Linked DNA regions of Mus musculus: all the other regions are linked to region 2. Evidence: chromatin contacts called from public Hi-C and HiChIP or PLAC-seq data. All regions are on one chromosome and are shown on one strand. Each heading gives the region's core, a stretch centred on a gene start, on an enhancer-like site or on the middle of the called end of the contact. The rest is flanking DNA. Distances are from core to core; before and after follow the strand shown.

Region 1 (4,985 bases), core at 732-3,231, 46 kb before region 2:
CCCTGCTTGGCTGAATCCATCACTGTCAGAGTCACCATAGTGAGGTAGAAATTCTTGGTACCAAGAGCCTGGTAGCTAGAAGAGAGATAGAGGGAGAGAGAGACAGAGAGACAAAGAGAGATAAAGAAGATGAGGAAGAATATCTTCCCAAAAGAAAGGCTCTGGTGACCCATTTTCTTCCAGTAAATCTCACCCAAGAGTTCATTAAGCTATAAACCTATCAGTGGGCTCCTTGATTGATAAAGTTCATGGCCATATAACTGGTTCACAGATTTTTCACTACTCAGCCAGCTGGGAATCAAGGCTTTCACACACAAGCCTTTTGGAATACACTTTATATCTAAATCATAACATTCCACAAAGGAAAGAAATGCCCAACCATGGCGCTCACAGAGCCTGAGCCACCAAGAAGGGAGCAGGCAGGAGCTGGACCTAGGCCCCCTACACACTGTAGCAAATCTGCAGCTTCGTCTTCCTGTGTAGGTCCCCTACCAATGGATTTGAGGCTGTCTCTGTCTCTGTTTCCTGCCATTGGATGTTCTTACCCCTACCTGGACTGCATGGTTGGGGCTCATTGGGAGAGGATGTGCCTGATCTTGCTGGGACTAGAGTACGGTGGAACCCAAGGGGGCTCCCCTTTTTCTAAGGAGAAAGGGAGGAGGCAATGGGGAGTAGGGAATGTGAGGGTGCAGCTGGGAAGAGATGAGGTAGTGGGTCTGTGATCCGGATGTAAAGTGAATTTAAAAAAAAGAAAAGAAAGGGAAAAAGAAAAACAGAGAAAAGAAATGCTCAAAGAATGATGTCATAAAATGACATAAAAATCAACTAGCAAAGTTCCTCCCCTCTAGTTAGATCCAACAGTAATTTGAGTACCTAAATAGATGATTATCATTTTTAACCCACAAGAGGAGTCATAAGATCCCATAAAACCTACCTCAAAAAATGACAGTGAAGATGTGGGTGAATAAGTTAGGGATGTTCTTGTTGACAGAAGAATGGCAATACCAAATACAGAGGTCATATATTCAGAAGGTCACCCTTGGATCACTATTATAATAATTGTTTTAGTCAAGAATCAACACTGGTGAAAGTTTGATGTGCCTTAACAAAGGTGACCCAGACTAGCATGAGACAGATGTCAAGTGTCTCTTCACACGATGTGGAGAGAATGACAACGTCATGTCTGGGGACAGGTAGCTCCAACTTCTTCCCTGACTCCAACCAGAAAGTGGCTGCAGGAAGCCCCAGGCTGAGTGGCCATGACAGAGGGTCATTGCTCTTCAAAGTGTAAGAATCAAGGTAAAAAAGAGAGTGTGGAGTCTTCTGAATCAATGGAGTGTGAAGACCAAGGCAAGATGCAGTCCATATTGGGTCCAGGAGGAGGGAGAATGGAGAGCTTGACTTAGATATTAGAACAGAGTAGAGCGTTTGCCTAGCGTGTGTGAGGCCCTCGGCTTACTCCTCAGAACTACCAAACTAGACAAAGAGAGCCATCATAGTATGAGACACTGTACTCTTGTTTTATAAGGAAACATTCTGAGTTTGAAGAAATGTACATTACCGTACCATACCATACCATACCATACCATACCATAAGGGAGCATCATCTTGGCAACCTACTCTCCAAGTTTAGAAAGCCAAGTGCAGTGGCTTACCTCCCTTATGATTCCAGCACTCAAGAGGCTGAGGCTTCTGGTGGTGGGTTCAAGGGTGGCCTGGGCTACCTTTGAGATCCTGTCTCAAAATGAGCGGGATGTGCCTCTGCCTCTTATGTGCAAGGCCCTGAGTTTGATACAGGGGAAGGGGGGCGGGAATCAAGTTCACAATGCTTTTATACATGGGTGGTGGGAGGAGCCTATGACAAACATGGTGTAAGCACAGATGATTTTATAACAGACAGTTAACACAGATTCCTATAATGTGCATCATTGGCAAGGGTCCTCCGTCTAGACACAAGGAGCCAAAGTATGCAGATGGTGAAATTCCCGGCACAAGCTGATGACCAGAGGCAGAATTACATGCTGTCCCCAGCACTGAAGGATGGAGTCAGCTTAACAAAGGCCAGCTTTCAGAGATAGGATCGCCACTTAGTGCTGGCAGAGCAAGGCTACATTAGAACAAAGGCGTGGCTCTGGCATTTGCCCCCTGAAGACAGGCAAACAAATGCTTTGTAATCCTGTCTCACTCTATAACAAAGGAGATGCCAGAAAGGTCTCAGGTCAGGCAAGCCTGCTTCTGAAGGCTCAGCTCTTAAATGCACGTGTCACGAGGCAAGATCCACGTTCAGATTTAGCCATGGCTTTCCCAGACCCCAGGGCATGCACCTAAGTGAAGTTCTAGTGAAAGTACCCCGTGGTGTTTCAGGACATCGAGGAAGCAGGGCAAGGCCTTGGGGACAAGTCACATTAGTCTTGCAGCAAACAGAAATGGTGGGTGGACTACTCTTAGGGGAAGCCAACAAGATGGATACACTTTTTCTTCTTTTTTTTTTCTTTTTTCTTTTGCATCCAGTGACAAGAGTTTTACATAAACAGGAAATGGAGTTGTTGAAGTTTTCTCATTACTGGAAATGCAGACCTGATTGAAGAAAGATGTTCACTGATTGTTTTTCCCTTGGGCTCTAAGAAAAGAAAATTATTTTCGGCTTGTGTCCTATGACTTTTTATGGTCCATAAAGGGCTGCTAATGTAGGTTCCGTGTTTATGAAGGCAGTCCGTTTTTATAAAGTCCTCTCTCACTTTCTTTGCCTTGACTCTGTCAAAACAACCGGGCTCAGCTTCAGTGGAAGCCAAGGGCTCTGTGGGAACCAGTGGCAGCTGACCCCATAAAACCGTTCTGACCCAATTCTTTGCTCCATTGCTCCTGCTCTTTCTACCCCGTGCTCCCTCTTCTCACGTCTGCATGCATTTACTGTGTCCAGGCATTCATTTAAGGGCTCATTTATGTTCAGCGACAAAGCATTTACAGAGCACCTATGATTGGTCACCACTGCTGGGGACCCGTTACAGAGAAGAGGGAAGGACGCACACAGACTCTGTGGTGGGCTTTCTCATACTCTTACACAACCCAAGAGAAGGAATAATTCCCTGTTCAGTACTCGTTAGATTTCTAAGTTCTGTTTTCTTTCCTACATAGGCTATTTAAAAGAAGGAAGAGATGGAGAAAGGTAGGGTGGTTGAGACTGGCATTGGGGAGGGGTCGCTCAATTAGTGCTTGACAGCTCAGTGAGGTTTGAACAATGAGGCATGAAAGGCATAGTCAGGCAAGGAGGACAGGACAGGTACAGTGACCCAGGGAAGTGGTTGGTTGTTCTAGGAGAGGGCAGGCTGATAGATCCCCCATCTGTGGTTCATGTAGGCATTATACAAAGACTTTGACACAAAGACCTGACCTCTCTTCTCTCCCCTCTCTTCCCTGATTTCATGCCAACTTTCCTTCTTACAGGTTGTAGACAGTAGACACACTGTGTGATATTATTGAAGGTTTTGGATCATTATACTGCAACCTGGAAATTAGCTTATGTAAATGAGGCACAAGGTCTCTCGTGACCGTGACTGTCCCCTTCGCTATCGCGAAAGGTTGGTTCCTCTATGATTTGATAGCAGAGGAAGCACAGCATGCTCCTGAAATATTTCAAGCATGATAAGAGTTAGACCATGGTCCTCTTTTTCAGAAGTGAGAACTGCCCCTTCCTCTTTAGATAGTTGGAAATGTTGAGAGTCAGCCTGGAAGCTCACACGGTGAAATGACCAGGGAAGTTGGAGCTCGGGTCCTATACGAAACCCATTTATATCTTGGTTTATTCCTTAGGTATTTGGCCAAGACCAGAACAGTTGATGTTGGCTTCATAAGACAGAGAAGGCATGATGCAATCAAACCAGAAGCAGGTGAGTTCCCAGGGTACTTTTCCAGAATTGGAAATACTGGAAAATATTAAATCTTGTAAAAAATATTTCCCCAGTATTCATGATTTTCATGATTGAGGCCCTGGGTTCATTCACAAACACTTTTTTTTTTTTTAAAGATTTTTGTCAAACGATTAAGATAATTGGGAGATTTTAGTTTTTCTGTATCCCTTGCTGTTAGTGTCTCTGTTTCGTTTTCTTTTTTACCCTGTTTCCCCAATTTGCCTGTGCATGTGGGGAGGTAGGCATGTGTACTCATGCACATGCGTGTGGATGTGCACGTGAATCTTCCACATTATTCACGGAGGTAGTGTATCAAACCCAGAGCTTGCCAATATGGCTATGCCTACTAACCAGCTCGCTCTGGGAATCTTTCTATACCTCCAAGGCTAGAATTGCAGATGGGCCCTTCTGGCATTTATGTGGGTTTGTGGGGCTCTGAATTCTGGTCCTTACACAAGTGCTTTAACCATGGGAACCTCCCCATCCCAGCCACAGCACCTTGGGTCTCTATCCTTACACCTTTGCCCACACCATTTTCTGTGTATGTGGACCGCCTTTCCTCTTGAGCCTCCACCTGCTTACTTTTGGGGATTTACAAGGATTCTGCCACTGCTTTAGACTGTACACCTGCCGTACCTCCCAGACTTATCAGATCTCTTAACAAGATACAGGAACTAACGCCATAGACCACAGCCCATTCCCTGGCAGCGTTTCCAATAAAATCTAAGTACTGCCTTTAAACAAAGCAGTCTGGAGCAGAGGCAGATGTGGGCATGAGGCTGCTAACTGAACATCTTTTCCTTGTTGGAAACCAGTCCCATCCTTCCTGTGGTCAGTTGCTGGTCCTTATTTGTCATTTTCTATCCTCTGGGAAAGACATGTGGCTGCAGTGATACAGACGTCAGCATCACAGTCCCTTTGGGAAAATGTGCAGAGAGAGACTTTTTACTTTTTTACTCCTGTCAACTCCAAACTTTAGTAGTGTGTTTGAAAGATTTCAAGTGAGAACTGCCTTTTTGAAGGTTCATTCCCGGGTGTGTTTTCCCTCCTTTTGAAACTATGTCTTCCATAGAGTTT
Region 2 (4,593 bases), core at 572-3,071:
GCTACAGTGTATTCATATGCATAAAATAAGTCATTCTTTAAATTTTTTTTTAAATTCAAAAAGTTATTGGGGTGGCCCCAAGAACAATGCCCTGGGTGCTGGGTAGAGAGTGTTGCCAGGGTAGAGAATGCAGGATAAGCGGTCTCAGCTCTGGTGAGAGGACAGAGTTGAACGGGCTCAGCTTGGGAGGAGGTGAATCTTCAGAAAGCATCCCTGCCCGCAAAGGGTAGGAAATAGGCATTGGAAGAAGATGATCTCAGCCAACACCACAGATGCTCACAAGTGCACTAGACCCCCCATTGCTAGAACAGCTAGGATCTTACCAGCTCATATTGAAGGTCTCCCAACTAACTTGCCCCTCCCCTGAGCTATCTGTATCTCCTGGGTGACGGCCACTACAGTCGTCGGTGATGAGGGTGACAGTTGAGCTGGGGCCCTCTGGCTTGGACATCTCCTGGGATTTTGTAGAAGTTCCCTGCCCGTTATGTGCTTGAGCAACTCTGGCGCATACTTATCCACAGTGAACATTTCTTTCAGGTAATAGGAAGACACTGTAATTTCACATAATAGTCATATCTTCAAGTAATAAATTAAAAGTTGAAGATAGCATCATTCTGATTATGCTGAGTGATTCCAAAGTAGCCTTCAAAACAAAAGGTTTTGAAAAATGCAAAAGGTTTTGACATATGCAAAAATGTCTCACTCCTTTCTCCTAGTGAGACATAAACTTTATTAAGGTAAAATAAATGATTTTATTTCTATTTTATTCATTTAATTTAATTCTGAGACAGGGCATTCATTCCTGTGTAGTTCAGTCTGTCCTGCAGCTTGCTAGCCTGCCTCAGCCTTCTAAGACAGATGGGGTTATAGGTGTGTGATTTTCTTGACTATAAGTGAAATAACATTAAAAGTCCATTCTAGTTTCTTGGAGGACCAGAAAGGAGAGTAGAGATTTGAATCATAAAGAGGAATCTCTAGGTCAGAGGAAGGTGACATTTAGCATAGAACAGCTGTACGTATCTGAGTCTTGTGGATAGCAAAAGTAATAGATTAAAAGCGTGTAATGAAGATAGCAGCATTCTGATAATGCTGAGTGACTCCAAAGTAGCCCTCAAAACAAAAGATCAGCTCATTCCTTGTGGGCATTAAGTACCCACAGCACCACCATTAACCTTTGCTCCTTGCTTTTGAATAGTTGTTGCTGTCAATACTTACACAAGCTGGGGAGCTACCATCTGCCGCTATTACTGTTTAAATTGCAGTTCCCAGCAGAAATTACATACAGCACTCAGGTACAGTTTGAGATTTGTGCTTTCGGGCTGAGCCATGTCAGTAAACTTTAGCTCCAGAGTCAGACTTCCTGTCCTCCCAAGCATTTTTTTTTTTCTTCTGACTTCCTCACCCTCACCCTGATAGGGACAGGCAAAAGGCACACAGACCTAGGCTGCCAGGGTCTGGCCCACACTTTAAAACTTTTGTACTAATTGAAACTCTGTTGAGCTTGGCAGAACTCCTTGTTTCAATCGTAGGCAAAGATTTGGAGCCTTTTCTTTTCTCTCTCTCTCCTGATTTCGGCTTCTGGAAGGAAGAGCCAGTTTGTAAGGCACAATGCCGTCTGAGGTGTAAAGAGGCAAGCTTGTAGCCAGCTATCTCTAAACAAGCTTTGAAATGCATTCTAGCATCCGGAGCCAGATCTTTGGCAAGGCAACTGTTAATGTTCTGTGGTTTTTTCCTCCCTGGGATCAATGTGACGTCACCAGTGTAATTTGAGTCCCGAGCTTTGTTCACCCTTTAAATAGCCGTCCTGGGACGATTTTTACAACAGACTCCCCTGGAAGTGCCCAAGCTGAGCCGTGGAAGACCCACATCGATGAAAGCCAAGCCAAGCCATCAAGCCACCAGCATGTCCTCGTCTCTTCGAGTAAGCCCGTCCATCCACGGCTACCACTTCGACACAGCCGCTCGCAAGAAAGCTGTGGGCAACATCTTTGAGAACATAGACCAGGAGTCCCTGCAGAGGCTCTTCAGGAACTCCGGAGACAAGAAGGCAGAGGAGCGGGCCAAGATCATTTTTGCCATCGACCAAGATTTGGAGGAGAAAACTCGAGCCCTCATGGCCCTGAAGAAGAGGACAAAAGACAAGCTTCTTCAGTTTCTCAAACTGCGGAAATATTCCATCAAGGTACACTGAGCACAGCAGGCTGGGCAAGAGCGTATCCACCAATGGACCTTTAAAGACCCAGTGAGCCTGCCAGCTCTGGCACGGGCAGTGTCCCGCGAAAAGGCTTGAGAGCTTCCTCCGACAGGACCCCGAGGATGGAAAGGGACATACATAACTCACCAGCTACACAGACTTGCAACTCATTGCAGCCCTGAGCTGTCCCACTGGGAGCCAAGTGCCTTCAGCAGGCGTTGAGAACTCTCACAGCAGGAAAGGACATAGCCTGAGAGGATGGAGGCACTGACCAGAACACTGCGTTTGTGGGGACTGAGTGCACGCACCCAGGGCCGTTGGCAAGGCCCTAAGACTAAACTCAAACCTAACTTGGTTTTTGTTCTTGTTGTTCGGTTTATTATTTTGTTTTCTTTTTTCTTTTCTTCCTTTTTTCTTTTTTTAAATATTGAAGTGGGGAGGGAGGGAAGAGAAGGAATATGAAGCATAAGTGGTTTACTGAAGTTTTGTGTGTTTTTTTTTTTAAATCTGAATGTTTAAAAATGTGGCTAAATCTCCGTGCTGTTTATTGGTCAAGATTTTTAGAGATCAGTAATTGTCTGCTTGCATTGAATACAATGGCTAAGACAGTGCACCCCCTGCTGTTAAAGTCAAAGAACTGGATGCCTGGCCCAGCCCAGTAAAACCCCACAGCATGGGCTATGTTTCTACAGGATTTGTACACACTTCAAAATGGTTTGCACAAAGCTGAAATAATGGGGCCCTTCATAAATCCGAAGGACTGTGAACAACTTTCGAATGTGCTTTTTAAAACTCTCTGACTAATGCTAAAATCTAATCTAATTAAATGTCCTCCAGACACTGTAGTAAGCATTAGGAAATGAATATGGGGGATTTTAGAAGGATGCTGTGGGTTTTTTAAAATTATTTATTATGCATTGTAAGTGATACATAGCCCTAATAAATTATTATCAACTTAGCTTCTCTTTGCTCTGTGGTGATCCGTCCCCAAGGGAAAAATATAGGATGGTAAATTTTGATCATTGTAAACTTTTCTAGGGGTTGACTCTAAATCTTCCAGAGTAGCTTTATGCTGATTGCCAAACTTTTCCAAAACAAGTTACAGCGCCAAGTGTCTACAGAGCCTTCTCCCCGCCCCCATTTTAAACTTCATGGCATAGAGTTTCCCACAGAGTAATTTGGCAATATTGCTTTTATATATCCATAATCTATCTTCATTTTTCGTGAAATTTCTCCTCTGTCACTACAGCAGATACATACCCATTTATTTCTTCCTAAACGGTATGTTTTGAAGTTCGAGTGAATTATGATGAAGTTTCTGTGGGTCATTATAACATTAATATCTCTCTCCTTATTCCAGTATAATTTATAATAAAGCATTTCTAAAAAGGCATAAGCCAATGCCCACTGTGCTTTCTTAATAGAAAGGCAAAAAAAAGTTTCCAGAAATTCAGCAAAGCTACCAAGTTTTCTCTTTTAAGTTTTTCTTTTTTGTTGTTGTTGTTTGTTTGTTTTTTTGGTTTGGATTTTTGTTTTGTTTTTTATTTTATTTTTGTTTGTTTGTTTGTTTGTTTGTTTTGACAGGGTTTCTCTGTGTAGCCCTGGCTGTCCTGGAACTCACTTTGTAGACCAGGCTGGCCTCAAACTCAGAAATCCACCTGCCTCTGCCTCCCAAGTGCTGGGATTAAAGGCGTGTGCCACCACCGCCTGGCTCCAAGTTTTCTCTTTTAAATGCTGAATATGCTATATCAAAACAAATGAGCTATATGGAACCTTTCAGGAGGGTTAAGCCAGATTTTTATTTTATTTTTCAAATTAATTAAGTTATATACTTCACATCCCAATAAGCCAGAATTTTAAATACAAAAATTATAAAAAGAAAAGAACATAGTTAAACATCTGTATTCTGTCAATAATTATTGAGTTGTTGAAGGTCATTACACATTGATCCATGGGACCCTTATCTAGGCTTATAGGTCAGCATTAGATCACTGACCATATATACAAGATCCTGAGTTTCAGTCCCTGGAAATAAAAAAAGGGGGGGAGGGAGAATTATTCTACAAGTGTGTGTGTGTTTGCGTGTGTGTGCGTGTGTGTGTGATGTGTATGCAAGTATGTGTGCATCCGTGTGTGAGTGTGTGTGAATGTTGTGATGTGCTTGTGAGTGTGTGTGATGTGTATATGAATGTGTGCATATGTGTGTGAGTGTATGTCATGTGTGTGAGTGTTGTGATATGTATGTGTGTAAATGTTGTGATGTGTTTGTGAATGTGTGTGTGTGATGTGTGTGTGCATATGTGTGTAAATGTATGTGATAAGTATGTATGTATGTATGTATGTGTTGTGATGTGTTTGGGACTGTGTGTACATGTAATGTATATGTGAGTGTGTGCATA
Region 3 (4,962 bases), core at 2,235-4,734, 43 kb after region 2:
ATCCCAAGCTCTTCGTGAATCCTGATCTTAGGAAGCAGGCCCTAAGGGTCTGGGTCCAGAGTCGCCACAGGTCAGGACTTGAGGGAAGAAACCTGCTCGAGTTCTCGAGTGTCATAGCTAGACTTTTTTCACTGTCCCTTAGGGAGAAACGCTGCCACCCGAAAACAATTATCAGGTCAGCATGACATTTACTTCTAAGCCAGCTTTAATTATAACCAAATAAATGACTTGTAAACCACCTAAAACTGGAAGAAGAAATAAACTCAACATAAACCCCAGAACACGACTGTAGACCATTCCTCAGACAATGCCAAGATCTAGAGATACTCAGTCTAGCCCAACAGGAAGACAAATAGTCGATACTGCTTACTACAGAGCACTATCGAGATGGTTAGGAATCCCATAAGGCCTTTATTTGTTTTCCCAAACAATCCTATTCCCTGACATATGTGGTTACAGATTTTGTTCACATTTTGCGGCTGGAACCCTCTTGATAAACAGCCCTTCTAGGGATGTGGTTGCAGACAAGTAAAAGGGAACTCACCATCTAAGTGCTCCCTGAAGGGACTCACCATCTGAGTGCTCCCTGAAGAAAATCTCCTGGCTTTGTGCCCCAAAGCTGGTAACAGAGATTAGGCTATTTTTAGATAGGTGAAAAATTTGCCTGGTTACACAATCGGCTTCCTTACAGCCATTAAGAGAGAGAATTAATAATCAGAGCTGTGGGCAAGGACAGGCAGATGTATTCCCTGTCAGAGAACTCTGGCTTTTTAAAGGAGTTTATACTCCCATGAAAGCTGGGTAGATGCTTGGTGTGCATGGCAGCTCTCTTTCAAAGACATGCCTGTGAACGGTGGCTATAGAAGTTACTTCCAACAAACCCTTTATAAACTAAGTGCACAGAAAACTTGGAACAAAAGCATTTTGCATACTCAAAATTATCTATGTCAGAAGTCACATAGACTATACCCAATTGCATGCATTCATGCACGTGCAAGCCCCTCCCCCACCTTAGCACATAGTCTTTCATGTCTGTGCATGTGAGCATATTCCTGTTTGCCTGGCAGGAGACATTACCATCCAATACCACTTTTTTTTTTTTTTTTTTTTTTTTGGCAACCATAGAAACTGTATTAGGCTATTGCCTCACCTTAGCATCAATAACTTTAGCAACTTAGACTATATGCATCCTATAAGAGAAGAGAGGGAGGGAGAGAGCACGTGTGCCTGAGTCAGATTCAAGTGTGCAACTTCTATTTCTGACTTCACTAGCTCTCCTCAGGTCCCCTGTAAGCAAAAGGATGTTATCAGAGCCATTTGGTCCCAAACACAACACCAACCTACCAAACAAGACCAGAAAGAGTTTTTAATGCTACACTCAAAATCATCACGTTGTTAAGTGTGGTCCAGTGTGAAGAGGAGGGTATTCATACAAAATCCAGAGTCAGAAAAGGTAGGAGGAAGCCCGCTCTCCTGGGCTCAGTTCTCTACTCTTTTCTTCAACCAGTAGTTCTGGACCTTCCTAGCACTGAGACCCTTTAGTACAGTACTTCATGCCATGGTGATCTCCCCCAACCATACAATTATTTCGTAACTAATTTTGCTACTGTTAGCGACCCACAGGTTGAGAACCGCTGAATGTTTCTGTCTAGCGTTTTTTTCCTCCTGTATCTTCATTTGTCTTGATCCAATTTTTGGCTCTTCTGAGGGGGTCTCTCTGAGACCTCCATCTCGCTGTTTTCTCTTTCCCACACCACACAAACTGACCAGCACGTTGTCGCTGACCGGGTGATGGTGGTCGGTGACTTTGGTTGGTTGTTTGGAGACAAAGTCTCACAGTTAATTGCAGGCTATGATCCCCGTGCTCCTCGAGTGCTGCGGTTGGTTATTTTGTAGCTTCTTAGAGCGTACACCTGGCTCCCCCGCCTCCCCCCGCCCCCGCCCCCTTCCTTGAACTTTGATTGTCAACAATCCTGAACAGCACCAGTTCCCTGAACACACTGTGACACTGTCACTCCGATGCGGTTGCCTAACCTTTTCCTCTACTTCTGGCACGCTCTGTCCCGAAACTTAACCAGGGGGGGTTGCGCCTGTCTCTGCTGACCTGCAGATCACCTTCTTCCAGTCTCTGTTCCAGGCAAGCCCCTATCGCGTCTCCCACCACTACTCTTCTCTTGCAATGGTCAGTGTTTTCTATTTATTTTTTTCCCCAAAGCTGGAAACCATAAAACATAACTTATGCAGCCATGATATCAAGTGCTGGGTACAATGTTACGCATAAGAGAGGTGCAGTGATTGCTGAAAGAATAAAAAGTTAGACGTGGGGTGTTAGCATTTCCTCTAAGCTCCGTCCAACAGTTACCTTCCTCCTCCTCCTCCTCCTCCTCCTCCTTCCTCCCTCTCCTCTCTCTCTTCATTTTCTTCCTCTCTCCCCACGTGTTTTCAGCCAGTCTCTTTCCTTTTTTTCTCTCTCCTCTCTCTTTCTGTCCTTCTCTGTCCCCTTTTCGTTCCCTGCCTCTATTCCCTTCCCATGTCCCAAATTAATTTCATTTTATACTAGACCTGTCGTGTGGCTGATACCAGGGCTGGGGGTGGGGGGTGGTTTACCTCAGCATGGGCCCGCAAAGGCACCCCCTTCTGCCACATCACACTGGCATTTCGTGTAGAGAGACACATTAACTCTCATGAGCTGGACTCTGCTCCCGATTCCTTACATAAAACTTGCTATGTTATCATACTTTCCACGCGCATGACCCCCATCTCAACACAGACAGGGCTTGGACTTAGCCCCGCCCCCCGTCATTTATCTCTCTTTCTTGCTCCTAAAACACGGAAGCACTCACTGTATTCATTCCTTCCCTGCAGAAAGTCATCGCCACAGCCTCATCCTGTCAAACCCCACAGCCTTGCGGCTGCTGACAGAGCTACTGGCCACTTTCCCCACCAAAGGGTGCTTTGCCATGAAAGACAGAGGAGACTGCCAGCCCTCGAGAAAGATGGAGAATGGGATGGGAGATTGTAGGGGAGCGGAGAAAAGCCCACACAGATGAGGCAGAGTGAGCGCCACATCCCCTTGTTCAAGGACACATGGACACTGTCCAGCTCAGCACTGCCGAGGCAGTGCAGGCTACCCCATAATCAACACAGCAATTCTAAACCCCTTTAAACAGTATCTTTACTCTAGTGAAGTTTTATTTATTTCCTCTAAATACTGGCTCCTCAAAAACACAACGACTCAACCACCTAAGTAAATAAATAAAAGCTAGCCACCATGGCTGTAGCCCCATCATCCTAGCAAACAAAACAGACCACCACATCAACAAAAGGCTCAAAATAAATGCAAGCCTCCTTGGGTCATTTAAGCCAACTCACTAATCAAAAAGTTTAAGTAATGTCCTCACATATTTATAGAGCTGAGCTGGCCACCACCACTGAGTCACCCTGGAACCATATGCGTAATAGACTTGAGTAGAAATTGATAATAGTATTTAGGCCACAAAGATCCAGGCGTCTACAGACACACCCACATGCTGAAGCACGTCTTCAACACAGTCAACCACTTACTGATTTTTTTTTTCAGTAGGTGCCTATAAATTATATGTAGCTGATAGCTACATCCCCATTACATATCAAAGATTTAGTGAACCACCATAATTCATCAATCTAGTAGACTGTTGGGCCCATAAAGGTTCTTAGAAAACACATACTGCAACCTGTAATTCTACAAACTGAGACTAAAAAAAGCTGGTTCATTATCCCCAGTCACTCAAAGGGTAGCTAGAATTAATTCAGGTCTTCTTAAGGAGTCTTATGTCAGTAGATTTTCATAATGCATACACCAAAGCCCATAGAATGCTAAGCAGAATGTGCATACATGTACAAATAGAACTACTAACTGTAAAATAAGCTGAAATAATAACTGTAAGTACAATTCAATTAATTGCACAACCCAAACAGAACAACCTTTTGGCCAGTGTTTTAGTCAGTTCAATCCCGTGTTTCCTGAGACTCTCATCTTCTACCCAATTCATTTGCCGTGCATGGTTCTTCTAATTATTGCTTGAAAAGGCAAAAGGTGAAAACTTGTATTAGTGATGGCCCAGTAGGGCATAGGGAATGGGCTGGCCTTTGGCAATGGGATGGAAAGAGCGCCCTCTTGTGTTGCCTCAATGGAATAGATTCTTTGGCCTTCAAATCCCTCTTGTGCTAGCTAGGGGTCAAAAGACAAATATCCATCCATTCACTAATGGCTCTGCAAGCTGCATGTATGTACTAAGGATAGGCCAAAGCCAAGTATGAATATCTACTCTGCATATTTTATTCCCAATTTTGGTGTATTCATCATCATACACAGGAACCCAATTTAAGAATAAAAACAGGAGAAACGGGCTGGTGAGAAGGCACGGGCTGGTGAGAAGGCATGGGCTGCTGAGAAGGCAGGCTCTGGCAGGGGAAAGGGATTGCCGCCAAGTCTGATGACCCAGGTTTGATTCCCTCAGAACCATACGGTGGAATGAGAGGACAAATTTTTACAAGTTGTCTTCTGACCTCCACACACTGAAGTGAATGTGTGTGTGTGTGTGTACCTCTAACTGGGCAGGGGGCGGGGGGATATGGAAGGAGACAGAGGGAAGAGGCATTCGTAACAGTAATGATATTTGAACAAGTCACAGGGAAATACTGTTTTAGCTTACACACACACACACACACACACACACACACACACACACACACACACACAGTGTGCTAATTTTCCAAGCCCCGTAGACTAATAAAATTCCCAGGGCCAGGTATGGGAAGCCTTTCTTTAAGTTGTTGGTCAGTGTTCAGGTTTGCTTTCTATTGCTGTGATAAAAAACATTTGAACCAAAAGCAACTTGGGGAGGAGAGGTTTTATCATCTTACAACTCCCAGGTCACGGACCATCACTGAGGGAAGTCAGGGCGGAGCTCAAGACGAAAT

The links. A called contact is a pair of places that touch in the nucleus more often than the background predicts. HiChIP or PLAC-seq counts read pairs in DNA pulled down with a chosen protein or histone mark.
Region 1: a contact with region 2 is called in a Hi-C map of uterus, with 2.1 times the contacts expected there. The contact joins the enhancer-like site here to the promoter of Tcim in region 2. A contact is called at or near these places in 3 of 39 promoter capture datasets (the 3T3-L1 cell line, liver and second pharyngeal arch cranial neural crest), 12 of 484 Hi-C or Micro-C datasets (the HL-1 cell line, adipose-derived mesenchymal stem cells, embryonic stem cells and 7 more), 5 of 115 datasets of contacts at active chromatin or transcription factors (embryonic limb bud, embryonic stem cells, kidney and 2 more) and 2 of 9 other capture datasets (embryonic stem cells and pancreatic islet).
Region 3: an H3K27ac HiChIP or PLAC-seq map of embryonic fibroblasts shows a contact between it and region 2, with 33 read pairs. The contact joins the enhancer-like site here to the promoter of Tcim in region 2. A contact is called at or near these places in 11 of 39 promoter capture datasets (3T3-L1-derived adipocytes, cranial neural crest, embryonic stem cells and 7 more), 2 of 15 datasets of contacts at CTCF or cohesin (the NIH/3T3 cell line and liver), 51 of 484 Hi-C or Micro-C datasets (the AML12 cell line, the BV-2 cell line, the C2C12 cell line and 25 more), 19 of 115 datasets of contacts at active chromatin or transcription factors (astrocytes, cardiomyocytes, differentiating embryonic stem cells and 13 more) and 3 of 9 other capture datasets (adipose tissue, embryonic stem cells and liver).

The regions. Positions count from the first base shown.
Region 1 is chr8:24,481,772-24,486,756 of GRCm38.p6, reverse strand. No RefSeq gene overlaps it. Among named protein-coding and RNA genes, the nearest start is that of 9130214F15Rik, 19 kb to the left of the region's middle. Within about 2 kb of position 1,981, at least 36 of the 459 cell types and tissues checked have an H3K27ac peak or open chromatin away from gene starts, as enhancers often do. A contact at or near this core is called in kidney, pancreatic cancer cells and uterus, where this site is marked.
Region 2 is chr8:24,436,174-24,440,766 of GRCm38.p6, reverse strand. Tcim (transcriptional and immune response regulator) reads left to right here and starts at 1,821. Exons shown (of 1, transcript NM_026931.3): 1 at 1,821-3,595. The coding sequence starts at 1,871. The coding sequence ends at 2,191.
Region 3 is chr8:24,394,208-24,399,169 of GRCm38.p6, reverse strand. No RefSeq gene overlaps it. Among named protein-coding and RNA genes, the nearest start is that of Gm30633, 15 kb to the right of the region's middle. Within about 2 kb of position 3,484, at least 34 of the 459 cell types and tissues checked have an H3K27ac peak or open chromatin away from gene starts, as enhancers often do. A contact at or near this core is called in the HL-1 cell line, adipose-derived mesenchymal stem cells, embryonic fibroblasts and 2 more, where this site is marked.